2 separate regions of the Mus musculus genome follow, and region 1 is linked to region 2. Evidence: chromatin contacts called from public Hi-C data. All regions are on one chromosome and are shown on one strand. Each heading gives the region's core, a stretch centred on a gene start, on an enhancer-like site or on the middle of the called end of the contact. The rest is flanking DNA. Distances are from core to core; before and after follow the strand shown.

Region 1 (6,534 bases), core at 2,161-4,660, 410 kb after region 2:
AACAGCAAAATTACAGTTACAAAGTAGCAACAAAAATAATTTTATGGGGGGGGGGGGTCCACCAAAACATAAGAAACTGTATTAAAGGCTACAGCATTAGAAAGGTTTGAGAACCACTGCTAGAGGTACGCAGGGGTCATCTCAGCTGGAACACACATGGTTTGGAGCTATGAAAAACTTAATTGTTAACTGATAGGTTCTGCCTGACCAGAGTCAAAGGCACGCTGTAAAGGAAGCAGCAGAGGCCTCAGACAGGTCTTTATTATTGGTTTTGTTTTGTTTTTTTGTTTTTTTTTTTTTTTGCACCCGTCTTACTTGATGAGTTAGCACCTAAAAACTGTCTATGTATTCAAGTATCACAACACTGGTCTTGAAGAACTCACAAGTCTAACCCCATTCCTTTACCTGTTCTTATTTTTTTTAGACAGGGTTTCATTATATATCCTAAGCTGGCCTGGAACTGTAAACCAAGCTTGCCTCAAACTCAGAGATCCAAGTGCTAGGATCAAAGGCTTATACCACCACACCAGGCCTGCCTCAGTTTTTTCAATACTAACATTCATCAGATGGTCCTCATCACAGCCTTTGCTTTTATGTGTTTATCTTAATATGAACTTACACATATTCAGTTCTCTTGAAGAACAAGTGATCACCTGAGCTCCCCAGGGTCCCGTTGGATCTCCCTCTTTTCTGTACTACTGTGGAGTAGCCCAAGATATGCATACCCCATGCTTTACTGACCTCACAGGGTCATTTAAGTTGTTCTCTTCTTGTTTTGGTCTATCACAAATGATGCTGCACTGAATATTTTCTACCCCTTCATTCATACACATGAGCTTGTGTCTGAGCCAGATATCAGGAAGAGGAAATGCTAGCTCAAAGGAATGTACTTTTTACAAAGGTGGATGCCCATGGTTCTTGTCATGTGTGTGTACACACACCCACTATACAAGAGCACCCAGGAATGTGTGCATAGGAGTGAGGGAGATGCTAAGGTCTCCATCTGTCTGGATTCTCTCTGGTGTGCTCTCAATGATGTAACTTGCTGTGTTCTTTTTTGTTTGTTTGTTTTTGTTTTTGTTTTTGTTTTTGAGACAGGGTTTCTCTGTACAGCCCTGGCTGTCCTGGAACTCACTCTGTAGACCAGGCTGGCCTCGAACTCAGAAATCCACCTGCCTCGGTCTCCCAAGTGCTGGGATTAAAGGCATGCGCCACTGCCTGGCAACTTGCTGTGTTCTATGCTACAGATATCTACAGGAACCTCAGCCACCAAATGTAGACATATGTGGGAGACACTCAACTCCTATTTAATGGTGACTCCCTGGTCATTAAAAAAAGCTCACCACATAGGCCAGAGGTTGTGGCATACACCTTTAATCCCAGCACCGAGGAGGCAGAAGCAAGTGGATCTGTGAGTTCCAACCCAGCCAGGGCTACATAGTGAGACACTGCCTTTATAAACAAAAAAGGTCCACTGCAATGGCAGTAAAATGAATAAAGCCACAAGGTTGCCAAGAACGGGGTGGGAGTCAGGAGAAATGGGACCAATTCATTCCTTGAAACTAAAAGCACAGTGTGAACATATAAGACAGCGCAGGAGGAAGCTGCCACATAGGCAGTCAGTAGGCTACGTAGAGATCATCAGATCTTCCAGGAGGAAAGCTGGGTTCTCAGAAACAGCTCCTGAGGATGGGAAGGGAAATGAAGCTGAAAACTGAGATCAACTTAAGGGCTGTCTGCAGAACAAGTGCACTAATTGGCTCCATCGCTGCCACATCCCAGGGGAAGCAGCTAATGCCAGGTGAAAACAGGAGGGCTGGCCTCCAAAATATTAAACCAAGGAACTAGAGAAAAAGTTGACAAACTTCTATAAAAAGCCAGCTACTAAATACCTGAAGCTTTGTAGGCCTGACAGGGTCTCCAGCTCATATTATTTTTCAGTTGGGAGCATGAACTTATAGTACCAGTCAAACTGTGCCACTGAAACCCAGTCTGGCAGCCAATAAGCCCCTCTCCCAGCCAGAGTACTACAGGAGCTTCCCATTCAGGGCAGAGGCCTACTGTAGAAAGAGATCAACCATTGTGAGGGCAAGTGGATCTGTGAGTTCCAACCCAGCCAGGGCTACATAGTGAGACACTGCCTTCATAAACAAAAAAAGTCCACTGCAATGGCAGTAAAATGAATAAAGCCACAAGGTTGCCAAGAACGGGGTGGGAGTCAGGAGAAATGGGACCAATGGGGGCAGCCCAAACATCTGCCCTCAAAGAATATGCACCCAATGCTTCATTTTTAAGTATGAATGAACTACTGTGCATCACCAGACACTGAGGGAAACCAGAAGCCTGAAGAAGAATGACCAAGATAAACAAGGGAACCAGATCCCAGAGGAATGAATAGTTTCAGGGTCAGGAGATAATTTAAAAACAACATCTCTAATTAGTGTGTCAGAGAAACCCAACACAATTTAGCTTTCCTAAAGCAAGAGCAAGATACTGTGAGAGTGAAACTGGAGAACGGGAGAATTTACAATATCAATGCCAAAGGAGTGCCCACACTAGAACACCTGGGACACAAAGTGAAGACTATGTATCAAACTAGAGTAGGAAAAGACATGGAGAAGGTAAGACAACTAAAAAAACTCAATCTTGGAAGTGTTGTGTTCAACACAAGAGTTTCAGTGTAACACTGGGGGTGGGGTGGGGTCAAGCAAAAAGAAATGAGTGAAAAGAAATCAAAGAAGCAGGGAGAAAAACATATGCACAGAGCAGAAGGACGATGGAAGACTTTAAACTAAATGGCCTCAGATAACTCAGAGCAATAGATAGGAATGCTCAATGTAGACACCGAACAAAAACAAAACAAAACAAAAGCCCTCAGAATCAAAGATCAACAGAGTATGTTGTATATACCTAATGAAGGTAATAAAAAGAAAATAACCCACCCTAAGGTTCCTTCACATCAATGAGAATCAGGCTGGCATCGGCTATGTTGTCTTCTTGGTTATGAGCCTAGCCTTAAATGTCTGAGCAGTCTCTCTAGCGCTGGCATCAGATATCTTAACAGTGACACAGATGGCTTGAAGTCAACAGATCAATGTTTTTAATGCTTGAAGGGAAAATTAATTCAACTAGACAAATCAACCGAAAGCAACAAAACAAAGGGTTCAGGATTTACTCCCACATATCTTTCTGTGGAATTATTTTATAGTTGCTTCAGCTAATCAAGAAAGGAAAGCAAGAAAGAAAAAGACACCGAATTTAGAAGACACAGTCTGACCTAGAGAAAATGTGAAAAGAAGTCTCTGGTTGAGAGCTGCATAGCGTGCCGGCACCATGGGCAGTCCAGACAGGAGGAGCAGGAAAGGGCTTCCTGCAAACGGAAAGGTAGCGTATGCCATGTAATGAATTACCAAACTGAAACCAATGTGTGAGTCACTTCAGGAGCAGGGAGAAAGGCCATAGCATTCTTCCAAACACAGTGAAGAGAGGCAACCAGAAACACCATGCAAAAACGTAAAAGCTGTAAAAACCCACTGGTTACTGACTAAATGTTACTGACTAAAAAGCAGTATGATTCGGAGGATCTACTGGAACCTAGGAAATGAGAATCACTGACCTTGGAGTCACAGGCACTCTACACAGCATGGTGATATCCACTGTGAAGGTAGGAGAGAAGGTACAATACCAGCATCCTGCTTCGGCATGCAGCAAATGCTACTGATATGCCAAAGCAAGGAAAGCGCTGTTCAATGACTTTTCAACTTAGAACCAATACTGAGACAAAGCATGAAAGATGACCCATCCTGTCTGGAGATACAGGTTAGTGGTAGAGCACTTGCCTAGCATGCTCAAGGCACCAGGTTCGATCCCTGGTGCTACAAGAACTACACAAGACAGTGTAACAAAGCATACTGACAGCTAGCTAAAAAGGCAGTGCTGGAAATAAGGAGGTGGCAGAAGGCAGAAGAGACAGTGGGAAAGCTGGACACACTCATCCTTTCCCCTGATTTGCATTAAACAGCAACAAAACCAGAAAACAAAAACCAGCTACATTTAAAGACACTGAGCCTTCCAAAGGCAGATAGATAAAGACTGGGAGTGCAGGGAATGAAAAAGGAGGCAAAGGAGTTGATTCTTTCCTTTCTTCTCTCCCTCCTTCCATCCGTCCTTCCTTTCTTTTTCAGACAGGGTCTCCGTAACACTGGTCATGGTGTGGTTGCTTCTGAGAAGTGAGGTGGGAAGGGGGCACAGCAGTAGGGGTCCGTTCATGCCCATTATAAGCCTCCTGGTGCTATCTGATGATTATCTGATCAGGTAACTACACATCTGACTCTGACAAATGCCCGACCCTCCCACAGAGACTTTCTGCTGAACAGTTCAAGTTAAGAGCTATTTACTAATAAAGCCTGGCATTTTATCTCCATTCAACTTGAGACTCCATGATCTCATATGGTAAAGAAACCTTCTTAGGTAGGCAAGCCAGCCTTCTGATTCCCCACTTGTCGTTCAGAGAAACTAAGTCTCCACAATTCAGTGACGTTTTCTGGTTCGATGGCTGTAAGCCTACAGTATTTCTCATGTTAGATGACCATGGCATGCTGTGAGTGTTTTGGCTGAGACTTGTCTGGCAAGCCATTCCTTGCTGGCCACTGTTCATGTAACTTGTCCCTTGGCTCAGCTGCAGTGGGAGGGCTGCCGAGGACATCACGGCGGATAGGTTCAGAGGCTTGTGCCAGTCTGCGCTGGAGAGACACCAACAGACCCTGGTACTTGGGCTTCTTCCAATGGCTGGAGGACCTGCCACACTGCTCCACTCGATCAGGACTGGTATCATCTTGGGGTACCTTCCAAAATAGCATAGGGCTCCCTTATCCACAGGAGGTAAAATAATCTAGCCTGGTCGCTCCCCTGCCCCAGAGAAGAGGAGCCATGCAGAAACGAAAGCCTGATAATGTCCAAAATCTCGAAGACTGAAACTCAACACTTTCACTTTCAACAATAGTGACTTTAAAAAAAAAAAGCAAGAATGATGACAGAGCCATTCAAATGTGTGGGAAAATATTTTCATCCACCTAAAAAAGGGCCAGTTTTTCTTAACTATTAACTAGGAAACATATTCGTATCCATAAAAAGCAAGTCTCAGTCTCTCTCTCTCTCTCTCTCTGTGTGTGTGTGTGTGTGTGTCTGTGTGTGTGTGTGTGTGTATGTGTGTGTGTGTGTCTAGCATGTACCATGTAGGGACTAAAATAAAAAGGATATTCATAACGTAGAGTTTCCTGGCTCTTCCCCACCATTTTGATTTCAGGGTGTGTGTCTTTACTGTCTTCTCAGCATTGTTACGGACGCATGCATACCTAAGCACCATACTGTTTAGATCAGCCTGATCCTCAGAATCGCATCATGTGGACTTCTTGCCCCCACCTGATGACTTAGCCTCCACGAATACAGGCAGCTATAGTTCATTTCCATTGCCAGAGAGAGGTTGTCCACTTTGAGACTGTACCAGGCTATCCACCTTCTCTACTGCTACTTGACTAAGTCTCGTCTTTTCTATCACAAACAGCTCTGCCAGGGAAACTCTTCTGAGAATAGCTAATCTTTTAAAATGCTCCTCCCAAACAAATCCTTTCTCCTCTCTCCAGAGTTTTGAGTTTTGCCTCTGTAAAGAATACAAAGTAGAAAATCCTGGCCTGTGGCTAAAGTCCTGAGTGATTTAGGCAACCAAAAGAGTGATTCCCAAGATCTCATCCCTTGCTCCCTGTCTAGGCCTCTCACACAGAGCCTCCAGTCTCCTCCAGTAAACCTGAGACTCCACACCCTGCTTTATAACAGGTAAACAATCGGCCTTTTAGAAGGTCGCCTGTATTTCTGAGCCACACCTCTCACCACTATCTCCCCCTTCTTCTCTGAGTGAGAGGAAACATAGACCTCAAAGAAAGACTCCATTAATAGGGAGCCACAGCAGCAGGAGTAGCCAACATAGGCTCTGCCCTATCAGGATGACACACGAAGATCAACCATGTGAGATGCCAACAGACTGGCCCACAGGCTCTTCATGGTTACCACCTGCCATGGTCAGGGCCAGCCACATTTCCTATGTGATCTGTCAAGGATCAGATACTGGGGAAGCTGTAAAAACATTAAGAGATAACTTACTGTTACAGTCGTGATAGTGACACTCTTCAATCTGTACCATATGCCTGCTGCAGTGTTAAGAACTTTGTACACCTTACTTATCTCAGTGGGTTGGAACCCGTGGCATCACTTTAGGAGGTTAACCCAGTATTTCAAAAAGGAAACAAGACTTGAAATAAATACTGGTGATTCTATCATAAAGTTGTATTGTTTTGTGAAACTTCTGGTCCACTAATATTCATGTGCATTTATTTGTATGTATGAAACCATAAAATAAAATGTACCTCTCACTGAGGACAGAGACTAAAATCTGTTGTAAAAGACTTCCTTTTTATCTATTTCCTAATGGTCCCATTGAGATGTATTCAGTTACTAGCCCGGGTTAACAAAGGCAATTCT
Region 2 (6,300 bases), core at 3,100-5,599:
AGAAAAAAAAAAAGAGAAGACTTCAGAAGGAAGGCAGCTAAAGGATAGCCCTGGATTCATTCCCAGCACGGTCCATTCACAGAACAGCTCGGGAGACTTCTCCATCCTTCACGGAGAGAAAGGTTTTGCTCCAGCTGCAAAAGTGAAGAGCCCACCTATTTCAGCAGCAGCCCCTCCCAGAGGCTTCTGGGATCTTTGGAGAGGGCTGATAAGGAGTGACATGGCTCAGAACCTCCAGGGTGTCCATCTGCTAGCTCACTCACTCTGCATCTTGTCTGTAAGAGGAATGAACTATGACAAGCAGTCTGCTTGTGCACGTGTATAAATATGCCCAAGTTTACATGTGTACTGGACCAAATGGGGAGGGCGCTGTTTAGAATAGAGAGTACTATAGGACTGACTCAACATATCTAGAAAACGAACTAACCTCAAGGAGACCGGAAGGAATAAGATGGTTCAATAAGAACCAGTCTTCCTACGGCCCCAGCAGAGCTATGGAGCAGTGGAAGCAGGCAATGGTGACCATCTCTATCTCCTGAAGAAAGCTTGATGTCTGCAGAGGAGTGCCACAGGCAGGCAAGACAAGGCTGAAAAGAAGGCTTAGCATTTTCTTTTTGATCACGTGATCCCTGGTCTGCCCACACCTGTGTTTATCAGCATGGGGCCGCTCAACAGCCATCAGATCACCAGGCTAGTTTATGTCAATTATGATCTTGAATAGAAGAAAATTCCCAGGAGCCCCAGCCAGAGAGAAAACAAAGATAGCTTTTACCTTCTCTTGAGGTATTTTGTTGATGGTTAAGCTTGTTACTCAAGTTCCAAAGCCCAACAAGCATTTGTGAAAATCTCTTTCCTCCCCCCCCCCCTTCTCTTCCCCTCCTTCCTTCTTCCCTTCTCTTTTGAGATCTCGTCATTTATGTAACTCAGCAAAAATTAATGAAGCATCTGTGGTAGAATCGTGGGCTAGGTACCAGGAATATAAATGAATTAGACAACTGCTACCCTCGAAACCTCACAATCCAGAGGCGTAGAAAACATTCTGTTTGCTCTACTTAGGATCCACTAGAAGGTTTTAGTTTTAAAAGTGTAAGAGAGGTGGGTCCAGGAAGTACTCCCCCCACCCCCGGTAAGGAAGATACTGGCTTCTGATGGTTTATGATGCTGCTGAGCAGCTGTGTTGGAAGAAGAGTAGCTGACTTTAACACATGGCTACTTTATGTGCAGAGTAAGATAGCAGGGCTTCTGCTTCTCAGCTTAGCTTTCCCAGCCCCACGCTGGTCCCTTTGGCTTCCAGTCTTTACCAGGCAGACTAAGGAGGTTTCTGTGAAGAGATCATCTATGCTCACAGACACCTACTAGGTGCCAGAGCTGCAGGCTTTAGCTAGGTGCTGGCAACCACAATGACTAAATCATTAGCCGTGGCCATGTGGCTCTTAATCATCTAAAGATTCTGGCACATACCAAAGATTACAGCCCTTCATGATGTGAGCACCCAGAAGACCATAAAAGGTACAGGGAGAAGGACCAGCTCTGTCCTGGGAGACAAAGGCTATCTTCACGACAGCAGAGACACCTGGAGCTTGCCATCTAGTGGGGGAAATGAGAGTCTGTGTAGCAATCACTGCAATACAAAGGAACACTGAAACATTGTGAATATAGAAAGTAGGGGGATCTATTTAGCTAGGGCAGTAGCTCTCAACCTTCCTAATGCTATGACCCTTTAATATAGTTCCTCAGGTTGTGGTGATCCCCAACCATAAAGTATTTCATTGCTACTTCATAATTGTAATTTTGCTGCTGTTGTGAATTATAATATAAGTATCTGATGTGCAGGAGGATATCTGAAAGACAACTCCAAGGGGGTCGTGACCCACAGGTTGAAGATCACTGAGCCAGATGATCAAGAAGTACGGGACCAAAGGGTGACACTTAACTTCCTCCTTAATAGCAGGTAGAATTCTCAGCATTCATCCACCCCACAGATATTTATTTCCTAAATGATCCATATGTTATTCTTGTAAGGGGGACAGTCTTGTCATGATAGAGCTTCCATTTTAGTGCTGGTGATAAAAACAAATAAATAAAAAGAATCAATAAACTAAAACATGAATCAGCAAACTTTTCCTGGAGAGGGCTGATAAATTAATATGTATTCTAGTCTTTACAGGACATATGTTTCTCAGATGCAACTTCTCAGTATTGCCTTTGAAGTACAATACAACCCTTGAAACACATAAGTAAACAAACATAACTGTGCTCCAATAAAACTTTATTTGTGAAAACTAAGGGTGGGCTGGGTCTGGTCCACAGGTCATAGTTTGCCAACCCAATAGTCAGAAGCACTGAAGAGAAAATCAGAAAGGGAAAATAAAGGCAAGAAGTGTCAGAAGAAGGTCTTGGGGGTTTAGTAAGAAAAATGGTGAAACTTCCTGTAGGATGGGAAGACAGAGGGAAAAGTAAGTTTAAAGCATGGGGACAGGAATGGTGAATCTGCTGTGCTCAAGCGCAAACAAGGAGGTGACCAATGGGAAGAGGGTGTTTCCAGGCAAAGAAAACTGGCATGGATGACAAAGTGACAGCAGGTACTTGAGGACAATAAAACGCCCTCAGAGCAATTTGGCTTGATACAGTAGTGTTAAAAATAGAAGGAAAGGCTAGGACAGGAAAAGCCACAGCATGCTGTCCAAGCTCATGCCATGCCGAGGAGCTCCGACTAGATTCTCGAGGAAGAACTTTCCTGAGAATTCTCTTCCAACCCAAGCGTCCACACATAGCTGGCGACCCCAAACAAGCTTAGGCACTGTACAATGCTCTTCTTCCATAGCCATATATAGCTGCCCTAAGTTTGGGACAGTGCCTATGAAACTAGGGTCTGTCCCCATCCCCCTTTGGTGCATAAACCACATGACAGGCCCTGGAAGAGATCTCAGTGAGAAGGCTTCTGGTTCATCCTCTCTCTTCTCTCTGCAAGTCTGATGCTAAGCGTATCTTTGTCCCGAGGAGAAGCAGGCTCTTTCTGTTGCCAGAGAAGCACCTACTATGTGCACATAGTGCTGGGTACCTGCCTTGCTTATCTTACTTGTTCATCATGATTCTTTGAGGAAGGTGTTTTTACCTTTGTTTGGTAGATGTGAGAGCAGAGACTGAGTGCTGTCAGCGACATTCCCAGAGTCAAACTCTGGGCACCGGGTCCAAGACCACACCAATCCCAATCTGGACTTGGAGATCTTTCCAACTTACCATGATGCTTCCCATTCCGTCTGTCCCAGGGAGCACTTTGGCTCCCATCCCAAGTTCCCCTCCTCTCACGGCCCCCTCCCTTGCCAGCTCAGCTGGTACCAAATTAGCTTCTCAGGAATGCCAATTTGTCTTTCCTCTCTCAGGCATGTGGCACAGACCCTTCCCCAGACTGTATTCAACCTTTCAGAATGAGATACCAGATCCTTCTTGGCTGCTCCTCCTGTGCCCTCTCCACCTCCTCCCAGTCTCTCCCTGGAATCTTTCCAACTCCAGCTCTCCAGCTCCTATACCGGGGCGATCATATGCTGTCTTCTGGAGGGCAGAGCTGTCTGTGCACAGCTATTGATGACTCAGATTCGGTCTAGAAGCATCTCTGTCTGACTGATTGGTGAGTCTCTTTACATGCATGGAGAATGGGTATAAACACCAATTTAAACCTTTTGGATTTAAGTTGCAAATCATTTCCGGTTTTTCACAATCTTCTTTTTCTCCTATACTCTCTCTCTCTCTCTCTCTCTCTCTCTGTGTGTGTGTGTGTGTGTGTGTGTGTGTGTGTGTGTGTTTACATAACAGTGTGACAGTGGTGCTGGTTGGAAAGGCATCAGATCTATCAGATCTCTGTCTATGGGTGGAGGGAAGGTTTGGGACTAACATCTCAGGCTGTTTTGACCTCCTTCCTCTACGACAGAAAAGAAGTAACCCAGAGACTAGGAAGTTCCATGAGAGATCAGCAGTTAGCTGTACCCGGAGCTCTCTTGCCCCTGCTAAACTTGGAACATTGGCTATTATCAAATTCTCAGCTTCTTTATCTTACATATCAGCTCACCATGTCCACTTCAGATAATCACATGATGGCTAAATGAAATCATACAGTAAATCACAGGGCTTATCTCTTGTGAGGATAAGCTGAAATGGAACCCAGCTCCTTCTGCCCTCTCTCCCCGTTTGACCTCCAGGGTTCCTCTGGGGATCTCTGACCCACCTCTGACACTGCAATGGCTTTCTGCTCTTATGTCTGCTTAAAGAACAACTGCAGTGAAGGCAGGGCCAGGAGCCACCACCTATGTCCTCAAGCAGCCCCTCCTTTGCTTTTCTACCAATGGGTGTGGTGAGTCATCCTTCCCTGAGGAGTGTTCATGCCTGTGCAGCCTCTTGGAACTGGCTCTGCATTCCCCACCTGTGTGCAGCTAAGATCTTCAAAGAGTTACTTCCTGCTGAGCGGAGCCCAGCCAGCAAGCCCCCTTCCCCCTTCAGAGATACAGCACAGGAGAGGTGGATGTCTGGCTGCAGCTTCAGGCCACCCAGCCTGCAGGAACCTGAGGCAGGAGATGGAACTCTCTCCTGTCACAGCCCGGAGGCAGGCAGCCTAGGAGACAAAGCCCCATCCCACTGGGTCTTGAAAACCTGCCTCTGTTGTGGTGCTACTTGACCAGGTAGGAAATCTCTGAACTCCTGACCCAGAAAGACAGGGCTCTTGTCATAAGGAGAGGGATATTTTAACTTCCATCCACGAAGCTCCTGAGGAAAAAAATTAAAGTTCTGTCAAAACAGGTTAGTATATTAGCAATCATGGCTCGCTACCATCTGTATTTGTTCCACTTGTGGTGTTTATGACGGTTATCCACATTAATTATTTCTCTGCTAAAGTCCCTTTTAATTTCTGAACACTGTTATTTCTAAGAAAGATGGATATTAGATATGCCACACATCAGCACAGGGTGGCATTACAGCATGCTATTAAGTTCAGATGCTGAGGCCCAGCAGAAATAACTTTGTTATTTGTAATCGCAATAAAGTATTTTATGTTGTGACTCAAAAGGAGAAACAGCATTGGTGAAAACTGACTTCTTCCTTCAGCAATGACCCTGAATTCACCAAGAAAGACAGAATCTGCTTAGACTGGGGTAGTTTAGCATCCAAGAGAATGCTGGATTGGGGTGCTGTGACTGTACTTCAGTCAGCTGAGCCCCAACAAAGAGTACTTGAGACCCTGGGTTGATTCCCCAATATCCCTTAAAATGAGATGGTGAAGACAGGCAGGTCTGCAATGTCATCCCATTCTCTCCAGAGGCAGAAGTGGGGGATAAGGACTTTAAGGTCATTTTCAGGCTCAGGTGGCATGAAGTCCACCTGGGCTATATCAAACCCCACCTCAGAACAGCAAAAGAAAAGTTGGTTTGAGATTCCCGAGCAGGACAGAGGGAAGGTATGTGCAAACAGTTGTTCCCAAGCCCAAGGAGAACTGGCAAAGCCCGGTTCACAACCAGAACTCCCAGAGATGCTGATTCAGTAGACATAGGGTGATGTGTACTTTCTATCACTGCTGGCACATACACCCTGAGGATGGGAACCACCCACAGTGTTCCGCTTATAAACACCAATCACATGTCTACACACCAGCCTTGGGAGGCTGCCTTCATTGTTCTATAAGAGAATAATTCAAATTCCTCCTAATTTCTGACAATCAGCTCCAATAAAAGTACCAGTGGGTTTAACAACTAAAGACCAAGAAGGGCAGGCATCCTTGAATAAAGCCAAAGGGGGGATAGAAGGAGCAAAGGAAATCTTGTCTGTGGAGTGCTTTGTGACAGTAGTTGTTCTGAGGTGATCCGGGCTAGGTGAGCCCAAATGCATCCTCAAGATTCCTCCCCATTCAAGCATGCCTTGGCTTCCCGTTTGCTCATTCACTTGTCAAAAAATATTCTGACCATCTGTGATGCACAGGGCACTTTGCTGGCCCCAGGCCCATTGGTGTTAGTGAGCAGACATGCTTTGGTTGTCAAGGGTGACAGACAAATAACTATAGTAGGGAAAAGTCCACAGCCATGAGCTGGAAAAAGAAGCAGATCTGCTTTGAATAAAGTGGATCCTATTTACATGAGGTGCAGAACAAAATGAAAGGCAGCTAACAGGAATCAGCTCACTCTACTGTAGTCTGCCTTGAGCACCCTCAGATGCCCTACAATCTTAAATTCAAGATAGCAAATAACTCTTTGTTTCAAGGGTCTAGCGCTTATACAAACTGGATTCCTGCTTCTGCTGGGGACATAGCTCCCCCTG

What was found. Hi-C and Micro-C count contacts between places; a contact is called where the count stands out from the background.
Region 1: a contact with region 2 is called in a Hi-C map of pancreatic cancer cells, with 3 times the contacts expected there. The contact joins two enhancer-like sites. A contact is called at or near these places in 1 of 15 datasets of contacts at CTCF or cohesin (the NIH/3T3 cell line), 30 of 484 Hi-C or Micro-C datasets (the C2C12 cell line, the G1E-ER4 cell line, the HL-1 cell line and 18 more), 4 of 115 datasets of contacts at active chromatin or transcription factors (astrocytes, bone marrow-derived macrophages, embryonic stem cells and 1 more) and 1 of 9 other capture datasets (embryonic stem cells).

The regions. Positions count from the first base shown.
Region 1 is chr9:35,158,496-35,165,029 of GRCm38.p6, forward strand. The region is part of intron 2 of Dcps (decapping enzyme, scavenger); the gene reads right to left. Among named protein-coding and RNA genes, the nearest start is that of Dcps, 14 kb to the right of the region's middle. Within about 2 kb of position 3,411, at least 16 of the 459 cell types and tissues checked have an H3K27ac peak or open chromatin away from gene starts, as enhancers often do. A contact at or near this core is called in pancreatic cancer cells, where this site is marked.
Region 2 is chr9:34,746,687-34,752,986 of GRCm38.p6, forward strand. All of the region lies in intron 1 of Kirrel3 (kirre like nephrin family adhesion molecule 3), which reads left to right. Among named protein-coding and RNA genes, the nearest start is that of Gm33561, 110 kb to the right of the region's middle. Within about 2 kb of position 4,350, at least 24 of the 459 cell types and tissues checked have an H3K27ac peak or open chromatin away from gene starts, as enhancers often do. A contact at or near this core is called in pancreatic cancer cells, where this site is marked.